Regions from separate parts of the Mus musculus genome. Here regions 2 and 3 are each linked to region 1. Evidence: chromatin contacts called from public Hi-C data. All regions are on one chromosome and are shown on one strand. Each heading gives the region's core, a stretch centred on a gene start, on an enhancer-like site or on the middle of the called end of the contact. The rest is flanking DNA. Distances are from core to core; before and after follow the strand shown.

The links. Hi-C and Micro-C count contacts between places; a contact is called where the count stands out from the background.
Region 2: a Hi-C map of pancreatic cancer cells shows a contact between it and region 1, with 4 times the contacts expected there. The contact joins two enhancer-like sites. A contact is called at or near these places in 1 of 15 datasets of contacts at CTCF or cohesin (the NIH/3T3 cell line), 3 of 484 Hi-C or Micro-C datasets (cortical neurons, nephron progenitors and pancreatic cancer cells) and 1 of 9 other capture datasets (embryonic stem cells).
Region 3: a Hi-C map of pancreatic cancer cells shows a contact between it and region 1, with 2.6 times the contacts expected there. The contact joins the promoter of Cavin2 here to the enhancer-like site in region 1. A contact is called at or near these places in 3 of 39 promoter capture datasets (embryonic stem cells, epiblast stem cells and neural stem cells), 1 of 15 datasets of contacts at CTCF or cohesin (the NIH/3T3 cell line), 3 of 484 Hi-C or Micro-C datasets (adipose-derived mesenchymal stem cells, embryonic fibroblasts and pancreatic cancer cells), 1 of 115 datasets of contacts at active chromatin or transcription factors (the NIH/3T3 cell line) and 2 of 9 other capture datasets (adipose tissue and liver).

Annotation. Positions count from the first base shown.
Region 1 is chr1:51,064,225-51,067,245 of GRCm38.p6, forward strand. The region is part of intron 4 of Tmeff2 (transmembrane protein with EGF-like and two follistatin-like domains 2); the gene reads left to right. Among named protein-coding and RNA genes, the nearest start is that of Tmeff2, 140 kb to the left of the region's middle. Within about 2 kb of position 1,272, at least 22 of the 459 cell types and tissues checked have an H3K27ac peak or open chromatin away from gene starts, as enhancers often do. A contact at or near this core is called in the NIH/3T3 cell line, adipose-derived mesenchymal stem cells, embryonic fibroblasts and 1 more, where this site is marked.
Region 2 is chr1:51,263,413-51,266,762 of GRCm38.p6, forward strand. All of the region lies in intron 2 of 9330175M20Rik (RIKEN cDNA 9330175M20 gene), which reads right to left. Among named protein-coding and RNA genes, the nearest start is that of Cavin2, 24 kb to the right of the region's middle. Within about 2 kb of position 1,824, at least 67 of the 459 cell types and tissues checked have an H3K27ac peak or open chromatin away from gene starts, as enhancers often do. A contact at or near this core is called in the NIH/3T3 cell line and pancreatic cancer cells, where this site is marked.
Region 3 is chr1:51,287,292-51,290,493 of GRCm38.p6, forward strand. It overlaps Cavin2 (caveolae associated 2), which reads left to right and starts at 1,835. Exons shown (of 2, transcript NM_138741.1): 1 at 1,835-2,577. The coding sequence starts at 2,095. All of the region lies in intron 2 of 9330175M20Rik (RIKEN cDNA 9330175M20 gene), which reads right to left.

The sequences.
Region 1 (3,021 bases), core at 22-2,521:
TATTTTTAATGTTGATGCTATGCTTAATGTAAACAACACATCTTATATGTAGAACAAAATGCTGACCTAAAGCTTCATGGAGAGAAAATGGAAGCTGTACAATGACTGGCAAAGTTAGTATCATCTGGGAAGAAAATCAAAGTGCAACAGAGCAAACATGGTGTAACCATTGTAGAGCATATGCTGGCAATAAAGGGAGACGATGAAAGATACAAATACATGCTACGAGGGAGGCAAGTAGGCCAAGTGTTATGTAGATAAGGAAAACAAGCAGAATCTGAGGCGTGAGAATGCTTGTGACTTTGGAATTTATTAATAACACCGGCCAGTGATTTATTAGTCTGTTTTCCATAGGTAAAGCTACAGTTACAAATGACTTCAGAATCTCAGAAGCTTGCAGTGTCTATGGCATATTTCTTCCTTCATTGCTGTGGTCAGCTGTGGCCCTGGCCCATACATCTTCTCATACTGGAGCTGGCTGAAAGAACAGCACATATTTTATCATGTGTCCTTTATATAAACAGAAAAAGCAAGAATGTACAAGTGCACATGATGGCTTTCTCACAGCTTCAAGCCAGTGTGTTCTCTGTTGCTCTCACATTTCAATGCCAGCTCATGTCAGAATGCAAAGTGTGGCATCATAGAAATATAGGTCAGACAGCCATGACATGAGGCATATAATTCTTTCATTCTGAAATAAGAAAGAAATAATGGATACAAATGATGCAAACTGCTCTGGAAATGATTTTTTCCAGGAGTGTTTTCCATGAAGAATGTGTACTCCAGGCATATCTTTAAGAGTTAGGGCACACCTAGGTCAAAAGTCAACCATTTATGAATGATCGACAGAGCATTAGTAATGAATTATTTGTCATTTTGCTAGTTAAACTAACAGAAAAGAGCAGGATGGCCGTTAAAGTAAATTTCCATATGTTCATAATTTTTATCATGAGGGTACAAAGAAATATGATCATAACAGTGTAAAGCTTAGGAGAGAATCATTAGAAGTGTACTCTCAATGATTGCTAAAACAAGGTGATAACATAATTATTAAAGATCCATATTGTTATTTCAGAGCAACTACCAAAGTAATAACATAAAGGAATGCAGCTTCCATCCCAAGAATCATTAGATGAGATAAAATAAAACAAAGTTTATAAAATTATTAATTCATCAAAAATAAATAAACAAATATTAAAGCACAACATGGAAAAGAGGGACAAAATGTCATGATGGAAAATATGAACCAAACACAAGCATGCTTTGAAACCTAGTGTTTGTATACTAGTCATTAAGGTGGAATGAGTGACTGGACACTCGTGTTTACACAAAATTACGCAAACTGGGGTTTTTTTAATGACTCAAATATATGTTGTTTACAAGAAATGCCTTTTAATAATTTTTATGAAAAATTAAAATCAATTCTTAAAGAGAGACTCTTAAACAAACTGAAAGAAAGAGATTAGGTATACTAAATTTGAAACAAAGCAAAAGAAATCAGGTGATAGGAATAGAAAAGTCAGGTGACTCATGATTGGAGAGTCTTACTACATTCCAGAGACATTTCAGAAGATTAGTCAAAACACAAAGAACAAGAAGCAACCTTACAGTCACCAATATGGATTTCTGTGTTCTTCTCACTAGCAGATACCATAGAAACCAAAACCACCACATTTATACAGACGCTGAGTAACACTATCAGTCATGAGCTACTTAACATCAGTAAGAAATTATTCCCCACAAGAGCTACATACATTTTCGAAGAAGCAAGTTGTAATTCCCAAGGTGCTACATAGACCTTGTCTTGAACTGTAAAACAATATTTAATAAATTTGAAAATATTAAATAATGTTTCTATTCATGACAAAATAAAGTATTGAATTGAATTAATAAACCAAAAAGTAAAACAATAAACCTTTAAAGATGCTTAAATATTGGAATCAGAAACAAAATAGTAAGTAATCCATGGGTTACAGAAGAAACTTCAAAGGATGCATAAAAATGGATATTTCAAGGGAAATACAGAGATGTCAGGATGTGTAGGGAACAGTTAATGCAACTTGTGTTTGGAGATTAGCCTATAGTACCTCTATTAGAAAATAAGGTGTTAATGAATTTGAAACATAATGAACTACATCCTAAGAATGTAGCACAAAGGAAAGAATAAAAGTAAAAGCAGAACTCACTAAAATGAGAGAATTATGTTCCATCATGCAAAAAAAAAGTCAAATTTATGATAGAAGTCATTCTAGTACATCTATACTGGATAATAACAAGCAGTGGACAAGGCATCCTCTTCCTACACTTCTGTCTCTTTTCAGTGTAGACTCTGTATACTCCTAAACGAAGTATGCAGAACACTAGAAAAGAAAATTAAAGTTACAACAAAGCATAACAAGTACGGAAATGCTGAACATAGTCCAGTAACATATTAAGAAGTCAATATACTAAATCAGGCTTCATTTTTCCCAAGAGTGTAAGGTTAGTTTAACATGTGAAAATTAATGCATCTTGTCACACTTACAGATCAAGAGAAAATCACACTTGGGGGAGAAAGATTCTCAGTCTTCACATGAAACACGAAATTCAATTTGAGGTCGATCAAAAACCTGAGCTTAAAACTAAACCTTAACATTTATAAAAGCAGAGAGGTAAAACCTTTGAGTAGAAGTCTTTCTAAACGTGACATAAAAATAAAAGTCATGAAAGGAAAACCTTGGTTTCATCTAAATAAACACTTCTGCTCACATTTAAGGAAGGAAAAAATTATAAGACGTAGCTGGGCAAATGTTCATATCCAAAATATATTAACACATCTCCAAATTTGAGAATAAAAGTAAAACACCATCAGCCACAATATTTTACTTCGTGACAGTAAAACTTCTACTGTGAAGTTCAAGAGACTTAGAAACATATGCATGAAATGCTGTTCATAGGAATGCTGGCGGGATGGGGACAGTGGCTCAGGAATTAAACCTTACTTTCTGGGCAAGCATGAGGACCTCAGTTCTAATACCCAGA
Region 2 (3,350 bases), core at 574-3,073, 200 kb after region 1:
TATCAGGATTTTCTATCCAGAAATTAGCAAGGTGCCTGCTTCCAGCAGAAAATCTTTGCTTATAGTCGCAGCAGTTTACACTGAGGATCACTATAGTACAGGAAAAAAGAGCTTCGTTGGCTTTGGAGTCAGGCTGGTTTCTTGTGCCAGCTCACCCAACAACACAAAATCTTGTTTTGGTTTATATTTTTACTCTAAAATAAAGTATTAGGAATGGGTACACCTCTCCCCACCTCCAAGATGTTCTAAGTTTTACAGGGCATTTGAGTCCTTGGTAAGTATAATTACAAAGAGTAGATCATTGAGAATTTTACAGGTAATTCGATTAAAATCCCAGAGGGCCACCCTTTGGTAACAGGTTCCTCATTGCCCTCTGCATAAGGCTCCTTCCCATCTTGTTGTTACACCCAATGCTGCACACTCCCTCTGTCCCAGAATGCAATGTCTTTTAGGACCTGTCCCCTCTTCCTCCTTATGTTAACAAGCCACTTGTAGTCACGTAAAAACTTAGTTTGGAGATGGAGCTCATGCTATTGACTTCAAGTACCTTGCTCAACTAGCTAAGCAGCTGACCACAACTCCCAACTGGGCAATAGATATATTCGATTTGTTTTCTAACCTTTGAAGAACAGCAGCCCCAGTGACTCTTTACTTACCTAAGGGCCACTTCTCTGATAGCTTCAAATGTCTAGGACACCACTGAGAACCAAAGATGGATAAGAAAAAGCCTCAGAGAAATGTTTTCAAAGGTCTCCAAAAGGCAAGAGTCCATGTTAGCAAGCCTGTCCACTAAAGTCCATGCACCTGACTACAGAGACTTCTTTCTGCTCCCTTCAAAGATACAACTTCTCAGTGCAAACAAATTCCAAATCTTACCCAAACTGAACATTTAGGCCTCCTTGACCAGAGGTCTGTGATTAAATAGCACATACCATCAGGTCTGGCTATCCAAACTTTCCAAAAACTAAGCACTTCAACTCAAAGTTTCGTTCTAGGAAGTTTTCCCCTCTTCCTCCTTACTTCACACTGCTTAAACCATGTGTGTTGAAGAGCGTAGAGTGTTTGCCACACAAACCTCGTGATTCTGAGTGAGATCTCTGGAACCCATATAAATATGGAAGGGCAGAAATGACATCACAAAGTTGTCCTTTATCCTAATACACATACATACATACACACACACACACACACACACACACACACACACACACACACACACAAATATGAAGAATAGGAGGTGGTGGTGGAGGAGGAAGAGGAGGAAGAGGACAAGGAGCAGGAGTGTAGTTTATGCAAAATAAAGTTTTTCCTAAGAGTTAAAAATCTTCTCTGACATTGTTCAAAATCATGGCACCTACAGAGATTCTGCATGGCCTCTTTGGCCCTCTAAAAAGTGCCCCCCAGTCAAATCACTACTATATTTTTTCCCTGGTTCTCTGGTGTAGCTCATCAAATTCCAGCTTGTGAAATGCCTAGGGGTCACAATTTTGAATGTGGCCTTCTTCCCTAGACACACATCTAAATCCTTGACAAAACCCGGTTCCATCTCCTATTGTCCTGACTCTAACAGTGCTCTGCGTTCAAACATGATGCTAGTCTCTCTCACATCTTCTATTAGTGCTATCCTGGGAAGCAAAGTGTGTTGAAAAAAAAATTAAAAAAAAAAAAAAAGACAATAACAAGGAACAGATTGCAAGAAAAAAACAGGAATCTGCTGGTGCCTCCCTCGGATTTGCCCCTTTGCTGTCATGCACTGGGGTGTGAAGAAGCACAGCTTGGGAGGAATTTGGCCTACTCTGTAAAGGTCATGAAAGTTTCCAACAGAAAGTGCTGACTCATAGTCCATACATCCTGATATTTCAGCGTGTTCAGGAAAAATGCAATCCACTCCAGCACACCCTTTCTTTCCATGGTTTCTTGCCAGTTCACTTGTGAGTGTTACCACAAAGGGCAGTTCAACAGCCAAGGTGAGGGAAGTTGCTGATTTGAACAAAAGTTCAATTGCAGGGCAGGAGGACGCAGGCCCTACTGTGCCTTGTGTTTACCAAAGAGACAGGTTTCATCAAAACAGAGAGATCTCAAACATGCAGCTCAGAGTTTTGGCATTTTTCAAAGCAAATTTTTAGAGACTGCCTTTCTTCCTGGGTTCTGTACACACACATTTGCACGCACACACAAACAGCAGCTTTGAAATTGTATGGTATTGTCTCAGAACTTGAAGCACGGCCAGTTTTTGACCTTCACTTCCCAACACTTCAGGAAACAGGAATTCTCACACCCTTGGGCCTCTTAGTAAAACAAGCCCCTGGAAAACTCTCCAAAAAAAAAATACTTGATTGTACATACTGCATGCATATCATTCTCTCTTCTCTCTCAAAACATGCAAGATCACACATTCTAGATCTTGATACAAACTCCTAACAATCAAACAATATGCTATGCAACAGACATATACAACACACGCCATCAAGTTGCCATCTGCAGGCGAGTCTAGGAAACATGGACTAAACAGCATTTGCTTCCCAGGGGTATAGAGAAACAGCCCCCACCCTTGCTCTGTACTTCTAGGATAACACTCAACACTCAGATTCCAAGACTGAGGGGACTGACCAAGCCTTAGTGCGTTCCCACTCCAGCGTGCCTGACAAAGACTAGGATCCTTGACAAGAGGACTGGCAGGAGAGAGGTGTGGTTCCCAAGAGAAAGCAGAACATTGTTATCAGAGGAAATAGCATTCCATTCATGGCAGGAAAACTGAGAGATTAGCTCTTAAGCAAGCAGAGTAATATCCAACCTCAGCCAGACCTTCAACAGTTGTACAGGCTATGATAAGGAGCAGGATGCTTAGCTGCTGTTGTGAGCTTTCCTCCATTTAAGACTGTGGCCCTAAACACAGTAAGGCCACCATTATTAAGAAGGCAGGATACCTTAGTATGCTCATGGAAAAAGAGATTTCCCCCAAGCCTTTTGTCAATTCTCTGTCAAAATGAAAATTGAGCAAAAAGTTATTTTGTTTTTTCAGTGCAGGTTTGCTCTGTGTATCCCTGGCTGTACTGGAACGTGCTCTGTAGATCAGGCTGGCCCAAACTCAGAGACCTGTCTGCTTCTGCTTCCTGAGTACTGTGATTAAAGAGGTATGTCACCATGCCTAGTTAAGCAAGAAATTTTTAATTCACAAAATTACAGAGGCTGGGAGTATAGTTGATAGTAGAACACTTATCTATCATGCCTTTGGCCTCAGAGTTGATTCCCAGGTTAGAAATGGGGAAAGGAAAGAGTATACAGACTGTGCAGGAGGTCTCTAAATCTACAGGAGCTTGTTTCTTGTTGTTGTTGTTTTGTTAGCTTGT
Region 3 (3,202 bases), core at 585-3,084, 220 kb after region 1:
AACCAAACAAATAATTCACATAAGAACCTTCTTATTTAAGAAGGAACCTCTGTGCTTTGGTATCTCACCACCATCCTTCTAACTGATCTATCTGATTGTACAGTATCCAACAAAGCAATGCAAGATTCATGTGAATCAATACAAAATCAGAGTCAAGTGATTATGATATGAAATTGCAAATTTTCCAATGTGGAATCATAAAAATTGATGAAGGTAATGTCAGAGGAGCCCTTGAGCCATGGGCAGCTCCTATAACAGATGAGAATCTGCAGCTGTAATAGTTAACATTTGGGAGGAGAAATCTCTGTGAGTGACAGCAGGATAAGAGCTTCATCGGCAATGACTGGGATGTCGCCATGGAGGAGAGGCCCTTGAAAAGCTGATAAAGTCCTCCGATATTTTTGAAATAATGACACTCTCTGATTTGCCCACAAACGTCAAATGTAAAAAAGATGTGCTATCATTATATCGTATAATTTTGTTAGAAAATTAAGCTTCTGAAAATCAACACCAGATTCATGGTTTTTGCTTTTAATATTTAACACATCAGTGTCCAACTAAAATACACAAAATATAAGTTGTTTGTTTGAGAAACTTTTTAAAAAAATTCTTAAAAGGTACAAGCAATCAAATCTTCTTTTGGCATTTTGTAATCTTGGTTCCTAAAGGTCTCACTTTAAGTGTTATCTACCAATTATCTGAGGAAACTGGGAGCCTCTATAATGTCTTTAATGCATCTTCCTAATGAGCAGGTACTCAGTGAGGGACCTGGCACATGCTCTGTGAATGTTACATATGACTAAGTGTAAGGCAACCAATGAATATACCACCATAAGATCTACTGTTTCTTCGGCATACACAGAGGTATTGCCGTTAAGGCAATGTCCCACGATCAGTTCCTGACCCAGTACTAGCTGACATTTGTTCTTGAAATCCTTCATGGCATGCCTGTCACAAACCTTCAGCCAAAAGCACTTTCACAATCTGGATACATTTAAGACCAATTCAAGCATGTAAAGTCATTTTAGGAAGTGAGTCCCACATCCCAAGGGCCCGGCTAAGGAGGGCCACATGTGAGAACAGGTGTGCCACTTCACTGAGCAAGAACCTGGAAATGTCAAGCGTTAGAACCACTCCAACTCAACCTGGCTTGCAGTCACACTTCTGGACCTGTGTCAATAAATGCCTCGCAAAGATGGGGACTGAGAAATGCTCTGCATGAATTCAGAATTACTGGAAACAAACCAGCACTTTTTTTTCTCCAAAGGGACTACTTGAGGAGAGGGTCTCTGCCTTCCATCTTCTAAGAAAGCATTCATTTAAGAGATTTCCATCTCTTACAGAACAGTTCACAGTATGCAACACCACTTGCTTTGACATCCCTGAGTCTAAGCTCTTTCAAGTTGGATTGCATGCCATCTTGCAAGAGGACAGGACACCAAGCTGAGTTCCTTGTCAGTTTCAGAATAATCTCCTGTGCTTTGCAAATGAGAAACTAATAGCACGAACCTGGCCCTGGCGTCACAGACCCTTTCAACTCGGCGCCTCCCCTAAAGGGCACTCGGTGTTCTGCAACCTATCAGTCAGCTCTGGGGCAAGAGCAAACAATTCCTTTCTGTTACAATAACTTGTATCCAGGAAAAAAAACAGGCGCTCTGTAACATAGCAGCCAGAGAAAAGTTTACTAGATTTAGCCAATCAGAGGCTGGGGAGCTCTGCCAAGTTAACATGTTTCTCTCCGCCTCTAAATGAACTCATGATTGAAATATGGCATTGAACTTTTTTTTTTTTTAAGGGAAGGGGTGTAGGAAAGAAAAGCCACTGCAGAAAAGAACTCGGGCTTGTGCGGAGTGTGGCTAGGAAGTGTGTGCTTGTCACTGAACCCTGAGTGGGTCCTGTAACCTTTGCCTTCCACTGGGTGGAGCAGGTCCTTTAAGAGCAACTGGAATGCAGTTCCCCTGATCAGCTTAGCCAGTTATTCAAAACCTCTGCTAGCCCTAGAGAGCAGTGCTCACTTCAGACCAACCAGCCTCCTGTGCTTCTAGCTTGAGCAAGAAGTTTCCAGCGGGGAAGTAAGTTTCTAGCTGCCCAGCCATGGGAGAGGACGCTGCACAGGCAGAAAAGTTCCAGCATCCAAACACAGACATGCTCCAGGAGAAGCCATCCAGCCCCAGCCCAATGCCTTCCTCCACACCGAGCCCCAGCCTGAACCTGGGGTCCACAGAGGAGGCCATCCGAGACAACTCGCAGGTGAATGCTGTCACCGTGCACACACTCCTGGATAAATTGGTCAACATGCTGGACGCCGTGAGGGAGAACCAGCACAACATGGAACAGCGTCAGATCAACCTGGAGGGCTCGGTGAAGGGCATCCAGAACGACCTCACCAAGCTCTCCAAGTACCAGGCCTCCACCAGCAACACAGTGAGCAAGCTGCTAGAGAAGTCTCGCAAGGTCAGCGCTCACACGCGGGCTGTCCGGGAGCGCCTCGAGAGGCAGTGTGTCCAGGTGAAGAGACTGGAGAACAACCACGCCCAACTCCTCCGACGCAACCACTTCAAAGTGCTCATCTTCCAGGTCAGTGTCCCCAGCATACCCCTCCACCTACTTGAGCTCAGTCCTCCGAGCTTTCAAGGCCATCTTCCCATCTGCCCTGCCAGTCAAGCTTCTCTCTCACACACAAAGCTTTGTCTTCTAGCTGCCTGCTGCAGGCAACTGTGAAATGTGGCCATAAGGATTGGAATCTCCCCCATCCTTCAGGCAATGCCTGTGTGCCTGGCAAGCTGGGGACATTTGTCAGTGAACACCTAGATGCACTTGGTTAAGGGTGAGAAACTGAGCAGGTGCGGGCACCCACTCTAGTCAAATTCATTTGTCTCTTTTCATTAGGAACTTGCGGCTGCGATTGCAGCTGTTAGCTGGACAGGGCAAATTAATCCAGTGGCTGTTTATTAACTCTTAGTGGAAGTGAGGTAACTGTGTGAAGGATTTGTTTTCTTTTGCTCTGACCAAGACACACACAACCTTTAAACCATCCTTTTTCCAAGGGCCCCTGGTGTTTGGGAAATTACCAGAATGGAAAGTTGAACTAGTCTTGTTCTTGAAGTCATCTTTTGTCAAAGCAATCTCTAGTTTGTCTCTAGAAAATGATGCCAATAAATGTGGGAAGCAAAGTATAGCTCCTTACAGACATGTTAATTAT